2 separate regions of the Lactuca sativa genome follow, and region 2 is linked to region 1. The links are chromatin contacts, called in public Hi-C maps. All regions are on one chromosome and are shown on one strand. Each heading gives the region's core, a stretch centred on a gene start, on an enhancer-like site or on the middle of the called end of the contact. The rest is flanking DNA. Distances are from core to core; before and after follow the strand shown.

Evidence for each region. Hi-C and Micro-C count contacts between places; a contact is called where the count stands out from the background.
Region 2: a Hi-C map of seed shows a contact between it and region 1, with 4 times the contacts expected there. The contact joins the promoter of LOC111903065 here to the promoter of LOC111903043 in region 1. A contact is called at or near these places in 2 of 4 Hi-C or Micro-C datasets (leaf and seed).

What each region holds. Positions count from the first base shown.
Region 1 is chr9:60,374,027-60,379,854 of Lsat_Salinas_v11, forward strand. LOC111903043 (endoribonuclease Dicer homolog 2-like) reads right to left here and starts at 1,996. Exons shown (of 22, transcript XM_023898839.3): 1 at 1,621-1,996; 2 at 1,056-1,233; 3 at 855-968; 4 at 641-775; 5 at 442-526; 6 at 281-345; 7 at 52-192. The coding sequence starts at 1,685. It overlaps LOC128128376 (a long non-coding RNA gene), which reads left to right and starts at 5,027. Exons shown (of 3, transcript XR_008226218.1): 1 at 5,027-5,204; 2 at 5,298-5,362; 3 at 5,482-5,560.
Region 2 is chr9:60,676,057-60,681,276 of Lsat_Salinas_v11, forward strand. It overlaps LOC111903065, which reads right to left and starts at 2,450. Exons shown (of 2, transcript XM_023898859.1): 1 at 2,095-2,450; 2 at 1,821-2,046. The coding sequence starts at 2,450. The coding sequence ends at 1,821. LOC111903082 (a long non-coding RNA gene) reads right to left here and starts at 116. Exons shown (of 4, transcript XR_002854036.2): 1 at 1-116.

The sequences.
Region 1 (5,828 bases), core at 746-3,245:
TAATAATACAATTTTGATAAATATTCAAAAGTCAAAACAAGTCAAGATTACCTTTTTTCTTAAGATTGACAGATTGCTTTTTAAAGCCTCGAGAACATGATAAGGAAGTTCTCTGTCCTCATAGAACTTAAGCTTAACAGTTGAAAAGGGAATGTAGCCAGATAAAACAGATTCACTTGCACATGTATATATCTTCATTAAGAAAGAAATCTATGTAAGCTATTATAATCAAATAACAAGTTTAAATGATTAAAGAAAATGTGAAATTCTGTTTAGAAACCTTTGAATTCATCACAGTCTCAAGGTTGTTAATCTGCTCCCAGTAATCCTTGCCAGAGTTTGACACTAGAATACAACAAACAAGCTAATCAGGATCACTAATAAAGTCTAATTGGAAAATTAATAAAGTAAAAAAAAAAAAAAAAAAAAAAAAATTAATACCTTTAGCTTCCACAGGTGAAGCTGTCATCCCTAGTACCCTAGGAAGCTCAGAACCACCATCACATAAACGCCTGTGATAAAACTCCTACAAAGATAGATTTTTTCAAATTTTCAAGAACATTTAATAGAGTATTAGTAATGATAATATTAACAATAAAAAAAACAAAGAAAACAAAAGGGTGTAAAACATATAACACACCTTCATAATGAGAGCCATTGCATGTTTTTTCTTGGCATGATGACATTCATCAAATATCAAGAGCTTAATGTCATCCAAGCTTAAAAAGCTATGGCTCAAGGCATTAAGCAAAATTTGAGGTGTCATTACCATTATCTGCAGCATGATTAATGAAGGGTGAAACAACGTATGATTATATACATAGATTAAAAAAAAAAGGATTACTTTTTTATACCTGGTTTTCATCTTGTTGTTTCTTCCAGTCAGCAGCCTTCCAAAAATCAACGCCTTTTTGGCCCCAGTATTCTTCCACTTTCAGATCGACATGTTTTCTCACATTCTCAGCTTGCTAAACATCAAAGAAGGATATACAAATTCTCATGATTGTGCTTCAGTGAAGAAATTAATAGACATATCAAGAGATATATACACATACCTGTTGTACTAAGACAACAGTGGGAACCAAAAAAACTGCAAAAAAACGTGATGGTTTTCTCAACAGATAGGCATAGTGGCGTAGAAGCATGATGGCAATCAATGTTTTGCCTGATCCAGTTTCCAAGAACACTATTGTGTTCTGCTTTATCGCTTGCTCCAGTGCTTCTATTTGATAACTGATCAAAATACACAAAATTTCGCATCAAGAACGCTTAGAACTTATCAAAACTTTGAGTAAAGCATCGTATAAAAGTTAAATTCGTAAAAGATCGACAAGAACTTTCATTAATACAATTTCCCTCCGATGTTCTCTCTAACCTGCATTCTCCGTTTTGATTAACCTAAGTTTTGTGTTTTGCAACCACATCTATGTCAATAAACCCAAAAAAATAAAATTATCGATGATCATTGTAGGTCCTACAAAATATTAACTCATCGATTCCTGCAAAACAACTTTACTTTTTCAAGTTTGTATCTTGTTGCAGATTGATGTAAGTATATGGTTAGCCCCAAACTTGAATGACGCATAAATCAAAGGGATGATCAAATACTAAACGGTTTACCTTCTAGCAAACGGGAATTGATCGGCAGATGTTTCACCACCGCTTCCATCGTCATTGGCGGCCATCCTCTTTCTCACTGTGAATCTTCAACAAAAAACAGGGGGGAATGATGAAAGGCGTGGGAGATAACGTAAAGAACGCACGAATTGAAGTAGAATAGAATCAGGGTTTTAGACGGTTGTGAGAGAGAGAAAGAGAGGGGGAAGATGAGTGGGTTTCGCAAACTTGGAATGGCATTTAAAAGAAAATGATGCGTCTTTAAAACTCGTGTCTTGAAGTGGTTACTGTTGTTCTTAAGCGCATTTGTCACAGCGATTCTTTCTGTGGAAGTTATTCGAATTTAGAGTATGGAGTGTGAGGTCTGGTGTTGTTGATGATACAGTGAAGTTTGTATTTTTGAATGAAAGTTTTGGACTTTTTTGCTTGCGTCAGCGTAAAGCGCTGACCCTCTTCCTGGAGGACATTCCTACGGTATTTGATCATATCGTAACTTTTATTTTCAAAAATTTATTATAGTTGAAATTGAAATCTAGATTTAAATGAAAAAGATGATAAATTTAATCAAAAATATTTTATTTTGACCCTTTTCCTAGAGGACATTCCTACCGTATTCGATCATATCGTACTTTTATTTTCAAAATTTTATTATAGTCAATGTTGTAAAAATCGTTTGACGATAGCTCGACGGTCGACTGATATTAGGGGATTAATCGGTCTTGGCGGGGATTAATCGGGGACCATAGATTATTAATAAAATTTTAACATTAATTAAATATTAATATATCTTAAGAAAAACAAGTACTTCAAATTAGAAAATAAAAAAAATTGAAATTTGGAAATTTGAAAATACCAAAATATGAACATTTTGGTATAATATTTGAAATTTTGAAAATTTAAAAATTTTGGAGTAAAAAAAGAAAGTTGGTTTTTTAAATTTTTTAAAAATTTTTTGACCTTTTTTTAGACTTTTTTACCTTTTTTGACTTTTGTTGACCTATTAATCCCATTAAAGCCGATCAATCCTAAATTTCCGATTAATGTCTTAATCCTCGACGATTGGAGAATGTCAAGCGATTAATCGCCGATTAATCCCGATTTCTGCAAACATGATTATAGTTAATATCTACATGTTTAAATGAAATGAAAAAGATGATAAATTTAATCAAACATATTTAATTTTTTTCTCACATAGCCATAAATTTTGCATTGCTAGTTAGTCTGCGAAATGGTCGAAACATCATCATTGACCATTTACCAGTATGTCTGTGGAATTATGTGGTCCTATGATAATTCATCGGTATAAAAACAAATAATTTATTTATTCTATTAATAATTTAAAACAAAAATGGTTTTGAATTAAATTCCGGATTGAAAATTCATATCCTATAGGTGATGATTTTAATTTTGTATTTTTAATTGTTTTTATATTTTCTCAGTAGCATTTTTTTAGTGCGGGAAATTGTCATTTTCCATATCTAAACGTTATTTCACGATGACCATTTCTCAGTGAACAAATGGATCCATTTTTCATAGTGGCCATCTTTTGGTGTGGAAACTTACCACTTTGGAGTACCTTTTTACGAAATAGTTATTTTCCACACTTTAAATGACCATTTTTGGTAGCAGGTTCATTTTCTCTTACTTGATCATTGTTTTATTTAAGACAAAATTTAGAAGTTTGAGTTGTTAGTAATTAAGAAAAAATATCACCTATGGAAGTTTCGTCATGTGTCAGGTATTTGAGTGGAGATGTATGTATTGAAAATTTGTGGTAGTTTCGAATGTTGAAAGTTCACATGCACAGAAAAAATCTCACTTATGGAAGTTCATTAATGTGATTGGTGGAATTTCCAATAAAATATAAAGAAAACAAACAAACCACCCCAGATGGTGGATGATATAGGCAATCGTCTACGGCGACCCATCTATTAAAAGTTACCAAAAACTTTATGGACTTTATTATAAATATATTATACAAGATTGATCTTGAAGATATCATTAATAATTATGCATCTCAAAAAGTTAGAAAAAATATTTTTCAATAAATATATGGATTTTTGTAGTCGAAAATGTTATTTTTAGAAACTAATATAAGGAACTTCTTTCAATTATTTGAGCTATTATAAAATAGTTGATAAAATTTATGTATTTTAAATGTCTTTTTTTCTCTCGGGGTCCAAAATATGTTTAGAATGACCCTAAAAACAAACTCATATGACATTGATTATTTACGGTTTTGTTGTTGTGCAATATATAGAATTAGAAAGATTAAGGATATATGAAATTTATAAACTCAAATATAATCGGTGTAACATAGTAAAAAAAACTGCAATAAGTGTTGGAATTAGATTATATATATATATATATATATATATATATATATATATATATATATATATATATATATATATATATATATATATATATATTAAAATTATCCTACCAGTGAAGTATGTGGTTTTTTTGGCAGAAATCGTCATTCATTTATATCTGTTTTTACAATTGTGGTCTATTTAATTATATATATATATATATATATATATATATATATATATATATATATATACTTAATTTGGGGAGGCTTACCTACAGTATACTATGGGTTTTCAGATTTTGGCCACATAAGTTTTAATATTTGCAGTTTGGTCCCTAACCCCTTTTTGGTTGTCAACAGGGTCATTAAAGCAGTTGATGCGTTGTCTTCTTCTTATTCAAAATGGTGTCCTCCACACGTTTTATTCCCCAATTAAATTACTCCACCTCACCACCACCGATTAGCCCGATGTTTGGTCCACCGACTTCCCTTTACTCTATTTCCTCCGAAATTGGATTCATTATTGGAAAAAATCGGGACATCACAGACTCAAATTGATAGGGAGGGGAGGTAGCGAGGCCGATGGTAGGGGTGGTTCAACCGGACGGAACTGTTATTGAATGACAGGTGCACACCCGCTATCTTTTCTTACAGACGTTCGCTCAAATTCTCGCTACCGTCATGACAGGAAGTATTTCGATTAGGGTTTAATTCCCCCAATTTCACCCTCTGTTCGTTTCATTTGGTTTCGCTTATCTTCCGTCTTAAGTTCTTTTGCTCTATCTTCCTCATATCTATTTTGGTTTTCGTTTCCCAAAGATTATGTGTTTGTTTCTTTTTTGTTTAATCCATATACTCCAAATTTGTAAACACCCAAATACCAGCTCTTCAAAAGGCCTGCAACTTATGAGGTTTGTTGATCCTTTCAGCTACAAATTGTGGTATAATTTATGTTGAATAATTATATCACCAGCGGTGGTCCTATCACTATCTTCTGATTCTCAATTGCTACCAGATTGTGCTTCTATTGTTCAACGATTGTAGGGTTTTCAGCTGTGGAAAGATGGAGCTGCTCCGGAGGTCGAAGTTAAAGAAAAAAAATGTTATTATTATTTTTTTGATAAAAAATGTTACTATGTTCTTCAATCTCTAAAAATTTCTTTGAGTTGATATATAAATTGAATTGGTTATTTTAATATCTTTGTATGTTAGGCAGCTACAAAAAATAGATGAGGTTTATATACTAGTCACTCTATTTCCAGAACAAAATGTAAGATTTCAATTTTGGTACTATGTTCTTCAATCTCTAAAATTTCTTAAAATTGATATCTAATTTGAATTCGTTGTTTTAATATATTTGTAGTTTAGACAGCTGAACAAGAAATGGATGAAGTTTATACATAGATCACTATATTTCCAGAGCAAAATGTAAGATTTCAGTTCTAGTACTTCATTTTTTGTGAGAAGTATTCACTTGAATTGTTATATCTGTATGTAAATTAATGAATTAATGTGGAAGCTTACAATGTTGATTTTTTTTATGAAAGGTCATCGATGTATGTCTTCCTCTTCGGCTGCTAAAACAGATGGAAACCAGGGATGTTAATAATTTGTACCGTTTTGGGTAATTTTTGTTTTTCATTCCATGGTTATTTAGTTATCAACTATCCTCGGTGTGTGAAAAAATAGACATAATACCAGCTTTCATGACAAATGGAAGACTTACTTTAATATGTTTTCATTTATACCACCAGGTGGTCATGCAATGGAACGACCAATTTCTATTTCAACCCTTCATTCAATTACATGTATCACTTCACCTCTCATAGGTTCTTATCTTCCTCTGGCTGGTTTTATGCTTAATTTGGTTTCCTAAAATGCTATGTGTAACTTA
Region 2 (5,220 bases), core at 1,200-3,699, 300 kb after region 1:
TTAGACCATGGTTTACCCCCAATTTCTCTTTTCCCTAACTTTTGTCTTGTGTTCGTCTTCCCTCTTGGCCGATCAAAACAAAAGAAATGGGTGGAGCCAAAGAATAAAAGGGTGGAAATCAGATTAGAAAACCTAGAAAATGAGCGGATGAGAAACCGGGTGGGTGGGGGGAGGGTTTGAAGATAAAGCAGAACTGGTGGGGGAGCGCGGGAGTAACACGTATTAGCCACATCCTTATCTTTATATGACTATTAATAATTTAAGGGACCAAACTGCCAATATATCAAACTTTAGTGACAAAAATATGAACAACTAAAAATATGAAAACTTATGGGTTATTTATGCCAAAAAATCAGAATGTTCACTATTCCTAAAAAGTGGCCTCCTTTAATATATATATATATATATATATATATATATATATATATATATATATATATATATATATATATATATATATATATATATATAAGAATGCAGAGATCATTTAAATAATTTATGACAAAAATAAATGATAGCAAACTAAATAAATAAGGATGCATGATAGCAAAACTCATATAAGGACCAAAAGTGCCAAGGTCAACAAAATTCATAGACCATTTATGTAAGGGAACCACAACACTTAAGCACCAAAACTACTAATAAAATAAAGTAAACATCTGTGGTCAAAATTGAAGGAGAGAGACATCACTATTCCAAACTGTGTTGTAATTTAAATATGTATATAAATAGTTATGACAATTGACATCGACATTGGTAGTTATCCTATGTTAAGTTATCATTGTATAACAAAGTAAACCATCAATGTCTCGCGTATTATTAAATTACATTGATATCTTTAGGCTGGAGGGTGTGGTGCCATCTAATGTTTTAAAAACCGGTTTGAACCGGCCGGTTGAACCGGTTGGATCGGGAACCGGAAGAGGGAGCGGTTCAACTATCACCGGTTTTATATTGATTTCTGAATCGGATTGAACCAGCCGGTTTTTAGAAAAAACCGGTTGAATCGGTCAAAATAAACCGGTTAAACCGAATAAAAACACATGAAAAAGAACAATTTACATAATAAACTTTGGTGATTTTTTTTCAAATCTATTTAGTTTTCTCTAAATAAAAACATATGGTAGATGTTATAAATTCTTTTGATGTGTTTGAATTCATCAAAAACTATATTTCATTTCGGTATTATACTTTATTTCCTTTTTGACGTATATGAGATGATGTAAAACACTAAAACTTATGGTTATGTGTTATTTTAATTTACTTGGATTATCTACAACTTATTTTTATGTGTATTTTTAATGTTTGAACTTGTAAACATCAACTTCATAATTTCTATATGTATGTATGTGTAGGAAAATAGAAAAAAACATGAAAAATATAGAAACCGGTTCTCCCGGCGGTCGAACCAGTTAAACCGGTTGAACCGAGAACCAGTTATCATACCAGTTCAACTAAAAAACCGGTTTTTAAAACACTGGTGTCATCGAAACCGCACTCTCTCTCCCCCGCCACATAAGCGTCATGCTATTTTTTACCACTCAAGTGTGGTTTCTTGCCACACCAAGGGAGTGGTGCCACACATTCTTTTTTTTAAAACTATTTTAATTTAATAAAAATTCTTTTTTTTAACGATTTTAATTTAATAAAACTTCTATTTTAATAAAAAAAACATAATTTTTCATTATTTGAAAATTAAAAAAAAATTACATTGCATTACCACAAAAAAATAAAAAAATAAAAAAAACACGAAAACCACACACATGAAATTTAAATAATCCTAGAAACTTAAAAAACATAAATAAAATAACTAAAGCAAACTAAATAAAATCGTTCTCTGAGAACTCATCTTCGAGGTCATCCGGTGGATCCAAATTAAGGTTAATGTTTTGAACCCCGTAAGTGTATTCCACCAAGTTATTGCGAAGATTGTGAAATGTTTCAGTGCAACGTATCTTTGTTCTCCTGTTTATATACTCTTCGCCACCAATTTCTATTGGTTGTGTCTCTGGTATGGTTTCTTCCTCGTCAAACGCACATATTGCTCTTCATTCGTCTTCAATAATCATGTTATGCAATATAAGACATGTATACATGATTTCTTGAAGTTTTTCCTCGCCTAAATAAGCTGCTGGTTTTTTCAATATGAACCACCGTTTATTCAGAACTCCAAAAGCACGCTCAACATCCTTCCTAGCTCTTTCTTGAGCTCTCTTGAATTTCTTTCGTCTAGAACCATGTGAAGCTGTAAACGATTTAACAAACACAGCATACTCAAGATAGATTCCATCAACCAGATAATAACCATACTTATATGGCGTTCCACGCACTTGAAAAGAAGAATCTGGTGCGGATCCATCGTATATGTTGTTAAATATTGGTGAACGATTAAGAACGTTGATGTCGTTAATCGAACCAGGAGAACCAAAAAAAGCATGCCAAATCCACATATCTTGTGATGCAACTACTTCAAGTATGATCGTTGGGTCACCATGATCACCTCAGGTAAATTGCCCATGATATGCTGTAGGGCAATTTTCTCATGCCCAATGGAGACAATCTAAGCTTCCTAGCATTCCAGGAAACCCATGCACACTAGCATGATGAGCTTGCAATTGCAGGATGTCATTACGTGTAGGCTTACGTAAATATTTTGGACTATAAAACTGAATCACAGTTTTGCAGAAAAAAATGGAGATTATCTTGTACGATCCTAGTAGACATCCTAAAACTTTCGTCTAACGCATCAGGCAGAATGCCATATGCTAATTGACGAAGTGCGGTCGTGCATTTTTGTAAGGGAGTGAACGGGTGTATCTCTAGCATTGTAGCGTTGTTGGAAAAAACTACACTCCATCGTTACATCTTCAACTATACGTTCGAATAAACTTTTGAGCATTTTGAAGCGCCTACGAAAATAATACCCTTGATAAGTGCCATTCTCTGCAAAATAGTCTTGCACCAAACGTTGGTTGGCTTCTTCACGATTTCTACAAATATATATATATATATATATATATATATATATATATATATATATATATATATATATATATATATATATATATATATATATATATATATATTCGTGTTCTCAATTGAGAACTTGCAGCTGCGTTGTTACATACAACGTTATATGTTTGTTCCGCCATTTGAACACACGCAATAACGGTATCAAAAATATTCTGAAATTCTTCAGAAGATGAAGAGGATGACATTTTTGAGAGAGTGGTGATTTTAAAAAAAAAAAAAATTGAGAGAGAGAAAATATTGCGTTGTGAAAAAAAATTAAGTTGATATGTATATATAGGAAAGAAAAAGCAAAAGCAAAAAAAAAATAATAAAAAAACTAAAAAAAATAATAATTACTGAACAACCGATCATACCTTCCGAACTTCCCTCCACCAATCACAAAACGCGGCTTTAAAGGACTGCACTGCAGCCAAAACCGCACAAGATCGCGGTCTGGGGGCGTTGTGCGCGGTCCAGGTGGCACGAACCGCGGTCCCAAACCGCAGCCACACCGTGCAGCCTTATTTACAAAGTAGGTTTTGAAATATAACTCTTATGAGGAAATCAGGGCTTCTGTATTTTCTTTTATCATCCATCACCTATATTTATTTTATCATCCATCACCTATCATATACACCACCAACGACCCTCCTTATCAATCCATTTCAGTCGTATCATCCACCATACACACCACCGACCACCCTTTTTGGTAAAACTATTTTTGGTCGGTTTCGTAGATTTAGACGATATTCTGTTTTTTCCGTTAATTTGGTTAAAATATTAGGATTTTTGTGAAGATTACTTTAATAACCAAAAAAATTTAGACTTTTTTTAAGATTACCCATAAATTAATGTATATTATTATTAACAAATCATTTAAAAGTATAACATATCTTTTTTTTATTACAAACAAAGAAAATATAGTCGTTACTAATCCTATACTAATAAAAGAATAGTTTTAATCTTATTTTGTCATGTGTCACTCTAATACAACTTCATATTAATATTATATCATGTGTCAAGGAGATATATTAGGCAAATCACTATCACAATTAATGATGTTAAAGTTTTAAATAAAAAATTAAACTTTTTATAGAAACATTTACTTTTTTAATTATATGTTATATTTGAAGTCATAACTAACTTTAAAATTTTTGTATATCTCTTAATTAATAATTTATTTAAAATAATTGACTAATAATTATGAATTTTTGCTATCAAAACTAAATTAATTTTATAACTGTAGTTTTCATGGTTATAAACTAGTAACTAGTAATAAAAAGGTGGACTAAATATTCTCTTATTGTTTGTTGACAATTTCAAATTCTCTACATTCCTCTTACGCATCCTCGTAGTGTCGTGAGATGCACTCTATAAATGTTATTTTCATGACAGTGGTGTTTTTATGTTCTTTAACCTAAATAATGATAATTAAATTATAACACCTTATAACTTTATTATCCATATTATGTTCACATGTTTACTAACGACTATGTAATGTAAATCTATGTAAACAAACAAGCTATAATGAATTTATTTATTTATCTAATGAGACTGTTTTTTTTTATGTTTTCCAAGATACTTAACATATCGTTGTTTATAAACGCTCTTTGTCAAATATATATCCTACTAAAGATATGTTGCATTAAATGTCCGATCGTACCTAGTGAATCTAGAACCTGTAACGAAGTGGTTCCTTATTTATATGAAACCGAAAAAAATAAAGAAATACTAGTGACGGTTTGGCTCATAAGACTAAACATATTTAAACAGAACTTCAATTGTTATGTTGAAATGCTTACAATTATAACCGAAGAGGTCTTATATCTTAAAATACATTCATTCATTGTATTGTTATTGATACTTTTTAAAACACACTTTTCAATAACTATTAAACTAACCACAAAATTGCCACTAACGACATTGATTTTAATATAGCCACTACCTATAACTAACAAATATAACATTAACTTTGATATCCACAACAATCAACAATAGCAATACAACGATTTCATATACTTATGTTTAATTATATAATGCATAACAAAATTTATAAGATTAGTATTATGTAATACATTGTGCTGTAATTATCTTCGCTTATGTTGGATCAATTGGGCCATCAGTTTTGAAGCTTAATAATAAGAATATCTATCAATAACTAAAATTACGTATTTTATTATCAACCAAAATTCCAAATCTCAACTAGTT